2 separate regions of the Macaca mulatta genome follow, and region 2 is linked to region 1. A link is a contact called in public Hi-C data. All regions are on one chromosome and are shown on one strand. The core of a region is the stretch at or near the end of the contact, and the rest is flanking DNA. Distances in the headings are between cores, read along the strand shown.

Region 1 (6,727 bases), core at 2,007-4,506:
ACTGGAACTGCCAGCATCACTACTCCTGTGCTTCAGGGCCATTACTGAGTAAAATAAGGGCTACTTAACACAAGCACTGTGACAGTTGGTCTGATAATCAACAATCAGCTACTAAGCGACTAAGGCCAGGGTGCAATGACAGCATGGGAACTCTGGACAAAGGAAGATTCAGGTGCTGGGTGGTACTTGACAGCTCGAGATTTCATCACACTATGGAGAATGGCAAGCATTTTAAAACTGATGAATTATTTCTGGAATTTTCATTTTAATAGTTTGGGGGACCACAGGTTAAATGAAATCAAGAAAAGTGAAACCTCAGATGAGGGGGGACTAATAGGAGTTGGAAACCTAAGTAGGAAGGTCTAGTAGACAGCTGGAAAACCCTGAGGGAGATTTATAGATTTGGGAATTACGATATGGTAACTGAAAATACCAGAAATGTATGTCTAAGATTTCAAGCGATGTATCTGCTGATATTGCATGCAAACTAAGTGGTTTTTCCACAGTGAGCTTAGAGTTTTTATCAAATTCTCAAATATTAAGACGACCAATACAGATGGTACCAATATACAGCTGATCCTCAAACAACACAGGTTTGAACTGTGTGGGTCCACTTAGATGCCAATTTTCTTTACCCCCTGCCACAACTTAGAGAGCAAAACCAACTCCTCCTCTTACTCCTCTTCATCAGCCTACTCAGTGTGAAGACAAGGATGAAGACCTTTACGATCATCTAATTCCCCTGAATGAGTAGGACTTTCTCTTATTTATGATTTTCTTAATAACGTTTTCTTTAGCTACTTTATTATAAGAATACACTAACTAATACATGTAAATACAAAATATGTGTTAATCAACTGTTTACAGTATCAGTAAGGCTTCCAGGAAACAGTAAAGTTTTGGGGGAATCAAAGTTATATTCAGATTTTGAATTTCATGTGATTTGGTGCCCCAAACCCTGAGTCGTTCAAGGATCAAATGTAGACGGTAACATAAGTCATGGGAGGAGAGAATGAACTCCCCTAAGAAGAATGTGTAGAGACAGCAGAAGAGAACCCTGAATATCATCAACATGTGGCCAGCCACGGTGGCTCACACCTGTAATCCCAGCACTTTGGGAAACTGAGGTGAGAGGACAGCTTGAGCCCAGGAGTTCAAGACCAGCCTGGGCCACGCAGGAAGACTTCCATATCTAAAAATAAAAAAATTAGCCAGGCCTTGTGGCATGTGCCTGTGGTCCCAGCTACTAGAGAGGTGGAGGCAGAAGAATCACTTGAGCCTGGGAGGTCAAGGCTGCAGTGAGCCAGGATGTGCCACTGCACTCCAGCCAGGGTGACAGAGTGAGATCCTGTCTCGGGGGAAAAAAAAATGAAGGACTGGGAAGAGGATGAGGACAAGGAGAGCCCAGAGAAGCAGATGGAACATCAATGTCAAGGAAACTCAAGGGAGAGTTTCCAACACAAGTAGTTTTGTGTCAAAACTACAACAGCTGCTGGAATTGACGAGATTGTCGGTGACCCTGGTTAGAATGGTCTCACAAGTGTGCTGAGGATAGGGGTCCCCAGCAGTGGGTTGGCTGATAATGAGACGATCAAGTGGAAAGAGTGAGTGTAAATAACTTTTTCAAGAAGTTTAGCTGTGAAGGGGAAGAGAGACAGTAGATGGCAAGGGATATGGAATTAAGGGAGGGATCTTTTAAGATGGGGATGGATTGAGAATGTGGTTTTAGTAGTCAAGAATTTATCATCTGGAGTTAGACATTTGGAGGTTCAACCCAAGTTTCTCCACTTACTATCTAGCCACAGGCAAGCCGGCATTACATGCATCTCCAGGTCTGTTTTGGCAACCGTAAAACAAGAATAATAGTCTTTTACTATTATAAAACACTGCTGTGAGAAATTAAATGAGACAATAATCACAAACTATTTGGTATGGGGACCAGGCATAATGACTTGGGAAAATGTTTAATTACTACTAGTTATAGGAAGAAAGCAGCAGAGAAATTGAAAATATGGGGAGAGGCCGGGCTCGGTGGCTCACGCCTTGTAATCCCATCACTTTGGGAGGCCGAGGCGGGTGGATCACCTGAGGTCGTCAGGAGTTCGAGACCAGCTTGGCCAACACGGTGAAATCCCGTCTCTACTATAAATACAAAATTAGCTGGGTGTGGTGGCGCATGACTGTGATCCCAGCTACATGGGAGGCTGAAGCAGAAGAATCGCTTGAACCTGGGAGGCGGCGGTTGCAGTGAGCTGAGATCGTGCCATTGCACTCCAGCCTGGGGAACAAGAGTAAAAACTCCATCTCAAAAAAAGAAAAAGAAAATACGGGAGGAATGGAAAAGAACGCATTTGTTAAGGACCTTGAGAACCGGGGAATACAGTATCTGGTCCAGAACAAGAGTAGAAGAAATCAGTCTTTGTGGGAAAGGGAGCCAAATCTCCTAACCATTTTCTCCGTCAAACAGGTGGGGAGATAATTTTATGAATGGGAGCTGTGGCGTGGTAAATATAAAGCGTGGACAAGGTTTTAAACGGCTGCAGTAGAGCAGAAGAGAGAGAAGGTAGAAGAACAAATGATAGGTTGCAGAGATACAGCTAGAGTCCACTGAAGGAGAAAAACATGGCCTTTCCAATGCAAAGTTGAGCAATTTTCTCCAACAGTGCCCTGAAGTTCCGATGTAAAAGTCCAGAAGACTGACACCACGTCTGTGAACAGATGCTGAAAGCAGAAGGCGGGAGAGCGCAGTTTCGCAGCACGTGATGGGCAGCGCCTGGCCCAGGGGGAGCAGACGACCGAGACGACGGCCAGCGGGGTTGGCGGCGGCGCGGGGAGGAGGGGGCCAGCTTTGGGAGACCCCCGCCCGTCCCCCTCCCGTCCCGGAGCTTACCAGCAGTCCCTCCACGTTGATGGGGTCTCGGCACCGACGGCGAACCGTCTCCTCCGCGGGGTCCAGGAGGAGACTGGGCAACTTCCTCGCCGGCCGCTGCTGACTCATGCTGCCCGGCCGGGCGTCCCGCTCCCCTCGCACCCCGCGAGCTCTCCCGCCCTCTCGCGCGCAGCTCGATCACCGCCCCCCACGCGCCGATTTCCAAGGGCCCAGAAACTGACGGATCCGCGGCGTCCTCCAAGGCCCCGCCCGGCTAGGCCGTCCCACCCGCCAGCAAACGCGGCACTGCCTCACGTGCCCGGGAACTCCCGACGAAGACGGGAAAGGAGGAGGTAAACCCGCGGCTCTCAAGTAGCCCGGCCCGCCATTTTTCCGCATGCGCAGTGTACCGCCCCCCTCTGCGCATGCCCGCCGCGGCCGGAGCGCTCCCACGCACTGATCCTCTCCCGGCGGCTGGCGCCCGGGAAACCCGGACCGCGGAATCCACGGAGAGGCTGGCAAAGGAAAAGGAAGAGGTGGAGCCGGATTCCAGAGGAAGGGAACGGGGGTGAGAGAAAACAGGCAGCTGGGAAAACGCAGCGCTCGCCTGGAATTCTCGACGGTGATAACTGAAAGCTCTCAGCCGCAAAGATGTTCATTTATTCCTTTTTTTAATTTTAATTTTTTTTTTTTTTGTCGCCCAGGCTGGAGTGCAGTGGCGTGGTCAGGGCTCACTGCAGCCTCGAATTCTTAGGCTCAAGCGATCCTCCCACCTCAGCCTCCCAAGTAGCTGGGACTACAGGCGCGCGCCACTGCGCCCGGCTAATTTTTAATTTTAATTTTAGTAGAGGCAGAGTCTCAGTATATTGCACCGACTGGTCTTGAACTCTGGGGCTCAAGCCATCCTCCCACCTTGGCCTCCCAAGTGCTGGGATTATAGGCATGAGCTACCACGCCCGGCCTTCATTTATTCCTGAGCTCTGTTAGCACATCTTACAGGCGGGTCAGTGTTGATGCTTAGTAAATGTGAGCAACCAAACCATTGTGGTATCGTTTTACTTCTGCCTGCCTGCCTTCTTTCCTTCCTTCCTGCCTTCCTTCCTTCCTGCCTTCCTTCCTTCCTTCCTTCCTCCCTCCTTCCTGTTTGATGAATGAGTTATCGTGGACCTATAGTGTCAGATATTGGGGTGAGCACAGGCGATACTTACTCATTTGGATATGCCACAGGTTCAACCTCCAATTTCAGTGGGGACAGATAAGTAAACAGAGCATGTTAATTAAGCTGGAGCCAGAGGTGTGTTTTCAAATCCTGGCTCCTACTTATAAACCAGAAGACCTTATTAAGCCAGTTACTTAATCTGCCTGTGCCTCAGTTTCCTTATTTGGAAAATGCGAATAATGACAATACTTACCTGATAAGGTTGTTGTGAGGATTAAATGGATTAATGGATACAGGTTGCTGTGATTAGAACAGAGGCCAGCACATGTTTGAAATAAAAAGGTAACACACCGTGGTGTGTACAGAGTTGGAGGGAAACAACCGGTTAGACTGGGGGTTTCTACACAGCCTGAGGTGGGCGAGGTGAGGTAGGGAGAAATCCCTGAAGAAGCTGGCTCCCCACTAGACTATGATGTCAGAGGTCTCTAATCTTTTTTTTTCCCCATTACCCAGGCTGGAGGGCAGTGGCATGGTCATAATTCACTGTAGCATCAAACTCCTGGTCTCAAGTGGTCTCCCAGTTAAGACTCCCACGTAGCTAAGAGTACTGGTGCATGCCACTATGCCCGGCTAATTTTTTAAAATGTATTATTATTTTTTGAACTCCTTACCTTAAGCAATCCTCCTGCCTCAACCTCCCAAGGTGCTGGAGTTATAGGCTTGAGACACCATGCCTGGCTTCTAATCTTTGTATCTCTGTCATCTAGCACAGTGTCTGGCAAATAAAACATGCTCTGTTAACGTTTGCTAAATAAACTAGAAAAAAAGAGAACATAGCGGAGATCTCGAGAAGACTGCATATTGTTACAGAATGAAGAATTTCCCAGAGTCATTAGAAATGGCCATTTTAAGGCATTTATTCAGCATCTGCTATGTGTTTGGCATTCCACGTACATTTGCTTATGTAAATCTCATATCAAAACTGAAAGATAGTTATTTTTCTGCCCAATTTGCAGATCAGCGAAATTAAGATCAGCAGGATTACAAAAATTTACTCAGGGTCCTACGTAGGCAGTGGTAGAGGCAGGCTTTGACTCCACAACTGATTAATTAATTTGGCATTCAGATCTTTAGGAAGATTATTGAAGGACGACTAGATTCTCTACAACCAGAGATGGGGTTGGACAAGTAAAGGTGGGGTGTGGATCAGGATGGGGTAGCAAGTGGTCCAGGCTAAAGAAAGAGCATGAGCACAGAGCTGGGGAGAGTCGGGGAAATGGCACAATCTTCATACTTATTGTGCCTGTGACCTGGCTTTTCCTCAAGACATAATCTTTTGCACATTTTTTTGAGCATCTCTCATGGGCCGAGCAGTAGGGTAGGTGTTGAGGGAAGAACTGAATCTGATGGGGCCTTACCTTGTGTTCCAGGGGCTACTAGCCTGGTGGAGACACATAAGCAGAAAGCATAAGTACTAAATTAGAGTATGTCTAACACACAATAGCAGCAGAGCAGACGAAGAAAAAATAATAACTGAATTAGTTGTAAACTACAGGTGCTTTTCCACATTTGCCTGTGAGGTAGCTATTTCAAGAATACTTTGTAGAAGGCTGGGCGTGGTGGCTCATGACTGTAATCTCAGCACTTTGGGAGGCTGAGGCAGGAGAATCACTTGAGGTCAGGAGTTTGAGACTAGCCTGACCAACGTGGTGAAACCCTGTCTCTTCTATAAATACAAAAATTAGCCAGGTGTGGTGGCAGGCACCTGTAATCCCAGCTACTCAGGAGGCTGAGGCAAGAGAATCGCTTGAACTTCGGAGGTAGAAGTTGCAGTGAACCAAGATGATGCCACTGCACTCCAGCCTGGGTGACAGAGCGAGACCCTGTCTCAAAAAAAAAAAAAAAAAAAAAAAAAAAAGGAATATAGAAGAGGGTACAGAGGCTCAGAGAACTTTGTTCCAGGTTGCATGGGGACTATCCGTGGCTTTGTCCACCATGGCCTTACATTGGTATACAGTCACAGTTCCCAGCACAGAAATTCTAGTATTTCCCAGTTCTAGCCCTGTTTTTGTGTGTGCTTCCTGGGGCAGAATGGCGCTAGGGCAGAATGGGGCATGGGCTTTGGGACTTTCCAGTTAGGGCTGAAGACGATACTTCCAGGGATCGTTTTTAAAGTTAGGGCTGAAATATGAGGCCAAGTGCACAGGTGTGCTTGAGCAATCCTGAAAGGCCTCATATGTCAGAGGATACTTTGCTTCCCTTCTACTTGAAAATGTCCTCTCCAGAGGTCTGTGAGGAAATGACTGTATCCACTAGGTCTTTCTGTGATGATGGAAATGTTCCGCATTGTTCCATATGGTGGCTGCTGCCACGTGTGGCCATTGGCACCTGAAATATGACTGGCGTGTCTGAGGAAGTGAATTTCAATTTAATTTAATTTAATTTGTGATTTAAATAGCCACATAACTAGTGGTACCATGTTGGATAGCACAAGTGAAGAAACTAAAGTTGTAGATATCATTGAGTCCAGTTATTATAGTGAGAAGGTTTGTGTTCTCTCAAAATTCATATATTGAAACCTAATCTCCGATGAGATAATATTTGGAGGTGGGGCCTTTGGGAGGTGATTAGGTCGTGAGGAAAGATTGCTGGGGAGTGGGATTGTGTCTAAGCCCAAGGGAAAAGTCAAGCTGAGAACC
Region 2 (6,727 bases), core at 2,248-4,747, 330 kb before region 1:
AGACCCAAAGCGGCTACTTATAAGTGAAAACGGTTGGGGCTACAAGAGGAAGGCCGGAGCAGATTTTTCCATAGATAAATTGGGCCTTCCTTTAATGTTGCTGTTCTGATGAACCGGGAGCTTTCTGGGGACTTGGCGGGAGCAGCTGACAAGGCAAGAATTGTGGCGCTGGATGCTTCCTCTGCGGTCACCGCCTGGTATGACGCCTCCAAGGTGTGTGCGCGCGGGAAGGAGAGAGAGGGTAGTAAAGCCAACTTTTCATCCAAAAAGCAGAGGCTTCGGGGACAAAAGGGACAGAAAATATCCCCTGCAAATTAAAAAATGCAGACACGCATTTCCCCTGCCTTCACCTCCCACGGATCCGCCCCTTCAGCTCTCTCCCGCGGGCTCCCAAGCTCCGGGGCCCCTGGGCTCTGCGCCCGCGGAGCTGGACGGAGCTCGGGACCCTCCCTCGCTCCCCGACCCGGGAAGGGGCGGGGCCGACAGGAAGTAGGCGGGGCTGGTTCGCAGGGCGGAGCCTCGTCGCGCTCTGTGAATCGCAGGTGTCCTTGCTCCCGGGCTGGTGGGGCCACCCTGTGGCTGCCTGGGCTGGAACGTTCTCCTCGCCCAGCTGAAGGCCCTGAACTTGCTAAGCCTTTTAGGGTTGAGGAAAACCCATTCAAAGACAACTCCAGCAACCTCCCAAAGGCAGGGATTCTTGTGCTCCCCTGGTAAGTCTCATGTAAAGTTAGACCACAAAATGTGGGCTGTGCCCTGAGCCCTCGCTCAAGGGCACAGAGCAAGTCACTGGCAGAGCAGGGACTGGAACCCGGTGTCCTGATCCCCAGGTGAGGCCAGCCTTAGAGCTGCGGGAGGGGCAGGGCGGCGTGGGTCCTCCCAGGCTGGGGCTCACTGAGGCGCACCCAGAGTGAATTTGGATGTTTTTCCAGGGATAAGGACATGTGAAAAGAGACTGGCAGTGACTGACCTGGACTGGCAGGTGAGGTGTTTTTTTCCCCTCAACATTTTATTTTGAAGTTTTTCAGACACCCAGCATATGCCCACCCATATGCCCACCACCTAGATTCTACAGTTACGTTGTATTGTATTTGTTTTGTCACCCATCAGTCCAGCCCTCTATCAACTCTCGGTCTGAAATGGTTTTTAAATTATATTTTAATTTTTAAGAACCAATCTCCAGCCGGGCGCCATGGCTCACACCTGTGATCCCAGCGCTTTGGGAAGCCAAGGTGGGTGGATCACCTGAGGTCAGGAGTTCGAGACCAGCCTGGCCAACATGGTGAAACCCTGTCTCTACTAGAAATACGAAAGAAATTAGCTGGGTGTGGCAGTGCACACCTGTTTTCCCAGCTACTCGGGAAGCTGAGGCAGGAGAATCGCTTGAACCTGGGAGGCAGAGATTGCAGTGAGCCAAGATCACACCACTGCACTCCAGCCCCGGTAACAGAGTGAGACTCCGTCTAAAAAAAAAACTCAGTGGAGATATTTAGCCTCTACATACATCAGGAACTCGATCAGTCGTGATGGTTTGTCGCAGATGCCCTTGCTGGCCTTTTTTGTCCTGGTCCCTGTGTCTAGAGCCTGTGGCCAGGGCTGGAGGTATCTGAGCAAACTGCATGGCTGTTCCCAGCTGCTCGGGGCTACAGCCTGCAGTCAGCCTGACAAAGCCTCCCAGGACACATTGTCCTCTCTAAAGACACTCACGGGGTGTCTTTAGAACCCAGCTGCTGGGGGTTCAGGGAAGTCAGAGCCGCTGCTCCTTGGGCATGGCAGGAACCTGTCGTCGCGGTGCAGGGAGCACAGACACCTCCATGGGAGCAGCACACAGCGGCCCACCCTGCCACGCTCCTGCTGCGCTCATCTTTACCAGGAAAATTTAAGTCACTAGATGCCAGCCTGTGTCATCCCAGCTCTGAGGGGAGGGACAGAGGACAGACAGAGTCCCAGGCTTGCAGCTCTGATTCTAGACTAATGTTTTCCCAAAAGGTCACACCCCTCAGCTCCATCCTCACGCAAGTGTGGGAAGACAAAGCTGGCAGCTCTTTCTGGCCTGGCTCTCAGCCCTGTCTTCTCCACGCCAGCCCTCCACCTGAGCCCGGTAGGGGCTTCATTGCCATTGCTTACCCACACCATGGCAATGGCGACCTCACCTGTTTCTTACCCCTTTCCTGATGGTTCTGTTCCCTGCAGTTCCGTTGGGGCTCACAGCCCATCAGTATCTCCCCACTGGGTACAGGATACAGTGGAAAACACCCCGGGGCCTGCCCCCATGTGCCCTGCCACCCCCGTCCTTGTCTCCTCCCCTACATCTCCCAAAATGCCAGGCTCTCTCTTGCATCCAAGCTTTTGTGGTCACCCCAGTTTTTCTACCTGGCAAGTCCTTTCACCTGTGAAGTCCCAACTCCTTGCTGCCTCCCTCACAGAAGCAGAATCCAGCAGGGGCACACAGGACTGGCCACAGTGCCCTGTGGTTCACTGGCTGCCCTGCTGCCCTGCACCCCAGGCACTCTGCACAGGCCTCTATTCATCAGGGTTTTGTCTGCACTTAGCTCTTCCTGTACAACGATAGGAAGCAGCGGCCCAGCTGAATGGACCCACAGAGAAGCTGCGTAGAAGGAACTGTGAATCTGCCAGCACCTACCGGAACGGCACGAAACCCAGAGAACCGGAAGCAGAGAGTGCAGGAGGCAGAAGTGATGAGAGCAGCGGGCATCCCTGGAGCTCAGCTGAGCCAGACCAGGAGAGGCTGCCACGGAGGGAGCCTGGCTGCACCCAGTTAGAACAGAAACAGGGCTGAGGGCTCGGACCGTGAGCCCTCAGGTTCTCCCTGTTCCCTTCAGCTGGTGACTGTGTGACCGTGGGCGGTCACTTAATCTTGCCGGTAAGGGCCTCAGTTTCCTCATCTGTAGAATGGCGTTGGAAAGGCATGGCTGGGAGGTCTCAGACATAAAGCAGAGTGCTGTGTGAACGCTCCGGGTTTACAGACAGAGCGGATGTTCCTAGTGCATTGCACTCATTTTCCCTCGCCCGACAGAAGCTCATGACCTCCGCCATTGTTCCCAAACAAGCAGGAAGCTTCACACTGATGCCTGATCCACAATTCCCAGAGCGCCCTCAGGGCCACCATCTCGTGCAAGCCTCGCAGCATCCACGAGGGGGCAGCACAGGACTATCATCGCCCCACGGCCTGAAGGCGGCTGCCGGAAGCCAAGTGCGACAGTGGTGGGGGTGGCCCCCAGGAGCCCCGGCTTCGCTCCCTCCTCCTCCCCTACCCTGCTCGGAGGACTCCGGCCTCGGGGTAGGGGGCTGCTGAACTGGGCGTGGCATCTACTCAAGAACTCTCTGCCCCCCAGCCCTAGGGCTCAGATCACAAACACACACACACACACACACACACACACACACCCGCACACACCCGCACGCACACACGGGCCCGCCTCTTTCCTGGGAGCTGCCCGTTCCCAGGACAACAGTCAACACAGGCGGGAGTTCAAAACAAAACTGGGCTCAAATGCTCTCCCCATCGGCCACTCTGAGCTCGAGGCCTAAAGCGACAGTGAGGAGGACCCTGCCCAGGCTGTCCCGGGGTTAGGAGGGAGAGAGTGTTCCAGGAGGAGGTTTGAGCTGAGCTCAGGCACAGGAGTCTCTCTCTGTCTCTCTCTCTCTCTCTCTCTCACACACACACACACACACACACACACACACACACGCACCCATGGGGAGCCACCCTACCCCTGGGCTCCAGAGAACCACATCACCTGGGCACCGATTGTCCCCCACCAGGCCGCCAACGTCTGTCTCCCCAGCTGCCCGGATTGGCCCTATGGCCAGCAGGGGTCTTGCTGGTGGCTGTCAGGCCCCCCAGGCTCTGAAGGCGCAGCGGGTGGCCCAGGGAGCTGCCTGCGGTGGCGGCGTGCAGCAGGACCAGCTGTGGCGGGAGCTCCTGGAGGCCGAGCGTCGGGGCCAGCGGCGCTGGTGAGTCCCTGCCCTCCCTTCTCCACCCTGACCCCCGCAACCTGACTACAAGTTGGGGAAACTTTTGGAGAAAGGGAGATGGCTGGGCAGCTGATCCGGGCTGAGGGACAGAGAGCATGGCATGCCCGGGGGGAGGCGGGTCACCGGCCCAGCCCAGAGCCAGACCCGAGCCTGAGCCTAGGAAGCCAGGAAGATGGAGGCCAGGATCAGATGCGGCTGGGTCCGAGCAGCCCCGCCTCCCTGGAGCCGGAGCCTGCTGGCCTAGTCTGGGTGAGAGGCGCTGGCCATCTGACCTGACTCTGGGAAAGATGCTCCTTCATGCCTTCATTCAACCAAAAATCCCCATGAGCCGCTCTGAAAGGAGACCAGATACAACAAGGGACTGACCTGGCCATGGCTCCACGGAGCCTTCATACTCCGGACAGGGCAGCCAAAAAGCAAGCAGAAAAGCAAACAAGTACAAATCTGTAAGAAATGTGACCAGCGGTAAGAAGGAAACAACAGTTCAGGGTTAGGGGGAGAGCCGGCTGAAGGCCTCTCTGAGGAGACTTTTAAGCTGAGACATGAAACAGGAGAAGGAGCCAAGAGTTTGACGTATCTAAAAAAACAAAACAAAGAATTCGTGTAGCTGAGGCACAGGGAGTGAGGAAGGCCACAGGATAAGGGGGAGCAGCCGGGGGGGCCACCCCAGCCCTCGTAAAAGTCTGGATGCATTTTTTCCAAAGGAGACACCATCCAGGATTTTAAGCAAGTACATGGCATGATCTTTAAGCAAGAACACAGCATTTTTAAATGAGCAGCCTGATAGATTCTAGGAAGCGCTCATCTTGCACCGCTGAAACTTCATACCCGTGGATTAGCAACGCCCCATTCCCCCTCCTCCCAGCCTCTGGCACCCACCATTCTAGTCTTTACTCCCAGTAGTCTATTTTCAGTGCCTCATAGAAGTGGAATTGTGCAATATTTGACTTTCCATGTCCGTCTTGTTAGCTTAGCATCCTGTCCTCCGGGTTCATCCATCTTGTCGCGTATTACAGAATTTCCTCCCATTCTAAGGCTGAATGTATATATGTGCAGTTTCTTTATTCATTCGTCAATGGACTTTACGTTGCTTCCACATTTGACTGTTATATGTATTGCTACAATGGACATGGGAGTGGTTTCAATTCTTTTGGATGAATTCTCAAAAATGGATGTCTTAGTCCATTTTGCATTGCTGTCAAGGAACACCTGAGGCTGGGTAATTTATAAATAAGTTTATTTGGCTCACCGTTCTGCAGGCCGTACAAGCATAGTCTTGGAATCCACGTGGCTTCTGGTGAGGGTCTCGGGAAGCTTACAATAATGGCAGAAGGTGAAGGAGGAGCAGGCGTGTTGCATGGTAAGAGAGGGACCCAGAGAGAGAGGGGGAGGTTTCAGGCTCTTTTTAACAACCAGCTCTCTCCTGTGAACTAATAGCGCAAGAGCTCATTCATTACCGCAAGGAAGGCACCAAGCCGGTCACGACCCAAACACCTCCCACTGGGCCCTACCTTCAACACTCGGGATCACATTTCAATATAAGATTTGGAGAGCACAAACACTCAAACCATATTGGAGGGATTGCAGGATTATATGCTACCTCTATTTTTAATTTTTTGAGGAACCTCCATTGTCTTTTCCATAGCAGTGGCACCATTTTGCATTCCCATCAGCAGTATCTCAGCATTCCAGTCTCTCCACACAATGGCCAACACTCATTGATTGTCTTTTGGTTTTTGATAACAACCATCCTAATAGGTGTGAGGTGGTATCTCATTGTGATTTTTTGTTTTGTTTCGTTTTGAGATGAAGTGTCCCTCTGTCGCCCAGGCTGGAGTACGGTGGCGTGATCTCGGCTCACTCCAACCTCTGCCTCCCAGGTTCAAGCAATTCTCCTGCCTCAGCCTCCCAAGTAGCTAGGATGACAGATGCCCTCCACTACTCCTGGCTAATTTTTGTATTTTTATTAGAGACAGGTTTTTACCATGTTGGCCAGGCTGGTCTTTTTTTTTTTTTTTTTTTTTTTGAGACGGAGTCTTGCTCTGTCACCCATGCTGGAGTGCAGTGGTGCGATCTCAGCTCACTGCAAGCTCCGGCCAGGCTGGTCTTGAACTCCTGACAGCAGATGATCCACACGCCTCAGCCTCCCAAAGTGTTGGGACTACAGGTATGAGCCACCGTGTTTGACCTCTGTGGTTTTGATTTGCATTTCTCTGATGATGAGTGACATTGATAATCTTTTCATATATTTATTGGCCATTTATTTATCTTCTTTGGAGAAATGTCTATTCAAGTCTTTAACCCATTTTTTCAATTGGGTTATTTGGTTTTGTGCTACTAAGTTGTAGAAGTTCCTTATACATTTTGGAAATTAACTCCTTATCAGAAATATGATCTGTAAATGTTGTCTCCCATTCTGTGCGTTGCCTTTTCACTTTGTTGCTTGTTTCCTTTGCTCTTCAGAAGTTTTTGAGTTTGATGTAATCCCATCTGTCTATCTGCTTTTGTTTCCTGTCCTTTGTGTGGCATATCCATGGAATAATTGCCAAGCCCAATGTTATGAAGCGTCCTTCTATGTTTTTGAGTGGATTGGTATGTATCATGTTAGAAAGGATCCAATTTCATTCTTTTGCATATGAAAAACTTCTGCACAGCAAAGGCAACAATTAACAGTGAAAGGCAACAATTAACAGAGTGAAAAGGCAACCTACAGAATGACAGAAAATATTTA

What was found. Hi-C and Micro-C count contacts between places; a contact is called where the count stands out from the background.
Region 2: a contact with region 1 is called in a Hi-C map of liver, with 4 times the contacts expected there. The contact joins the enhancer-like site here to the promoter of E2F6 in region 1. A contact is called at or near these places in 4 of 14 Hi-C or Micro-C datasets (fetal cortex germinal zone, fetal cortical plate, fibroblasts and 1 more).

Annotation. Positions count from the first base shown.
Region 1 is chr13:113,368,426-113,375,152 of T2T-MMU8v2.0, reverse strand. It overlaps E2F6 (E2F transcription factor 6), which reads right to left and starts at 3,256. Exons shown (of 7, transcript NM_001266655.1): 1 at 2,891-3,256. The coding sequence starts at 2,998.
Region 2 is chr13:113,695,256-113,701,982 of T2T-MMU8v2.0, reverse strand. It overlaps C13H2orf50 (chromosome 13 C2orf50 homolog), which reads left to right. Exons shown (of 4, transcript XM_077960138.1): 1 at 1-3,975. The coding sequence starts at 3,716. Among named protein-coding and RNA genes, the nearest start is that of C13H2orf50, 3.5 kb to the left of the region's middle. Within about 2 kb of position 3,497, at least 11 of the 40 cell types and tissues checked have an H3K27ac peak or open chromatin away from gene starts, as enhancers often do.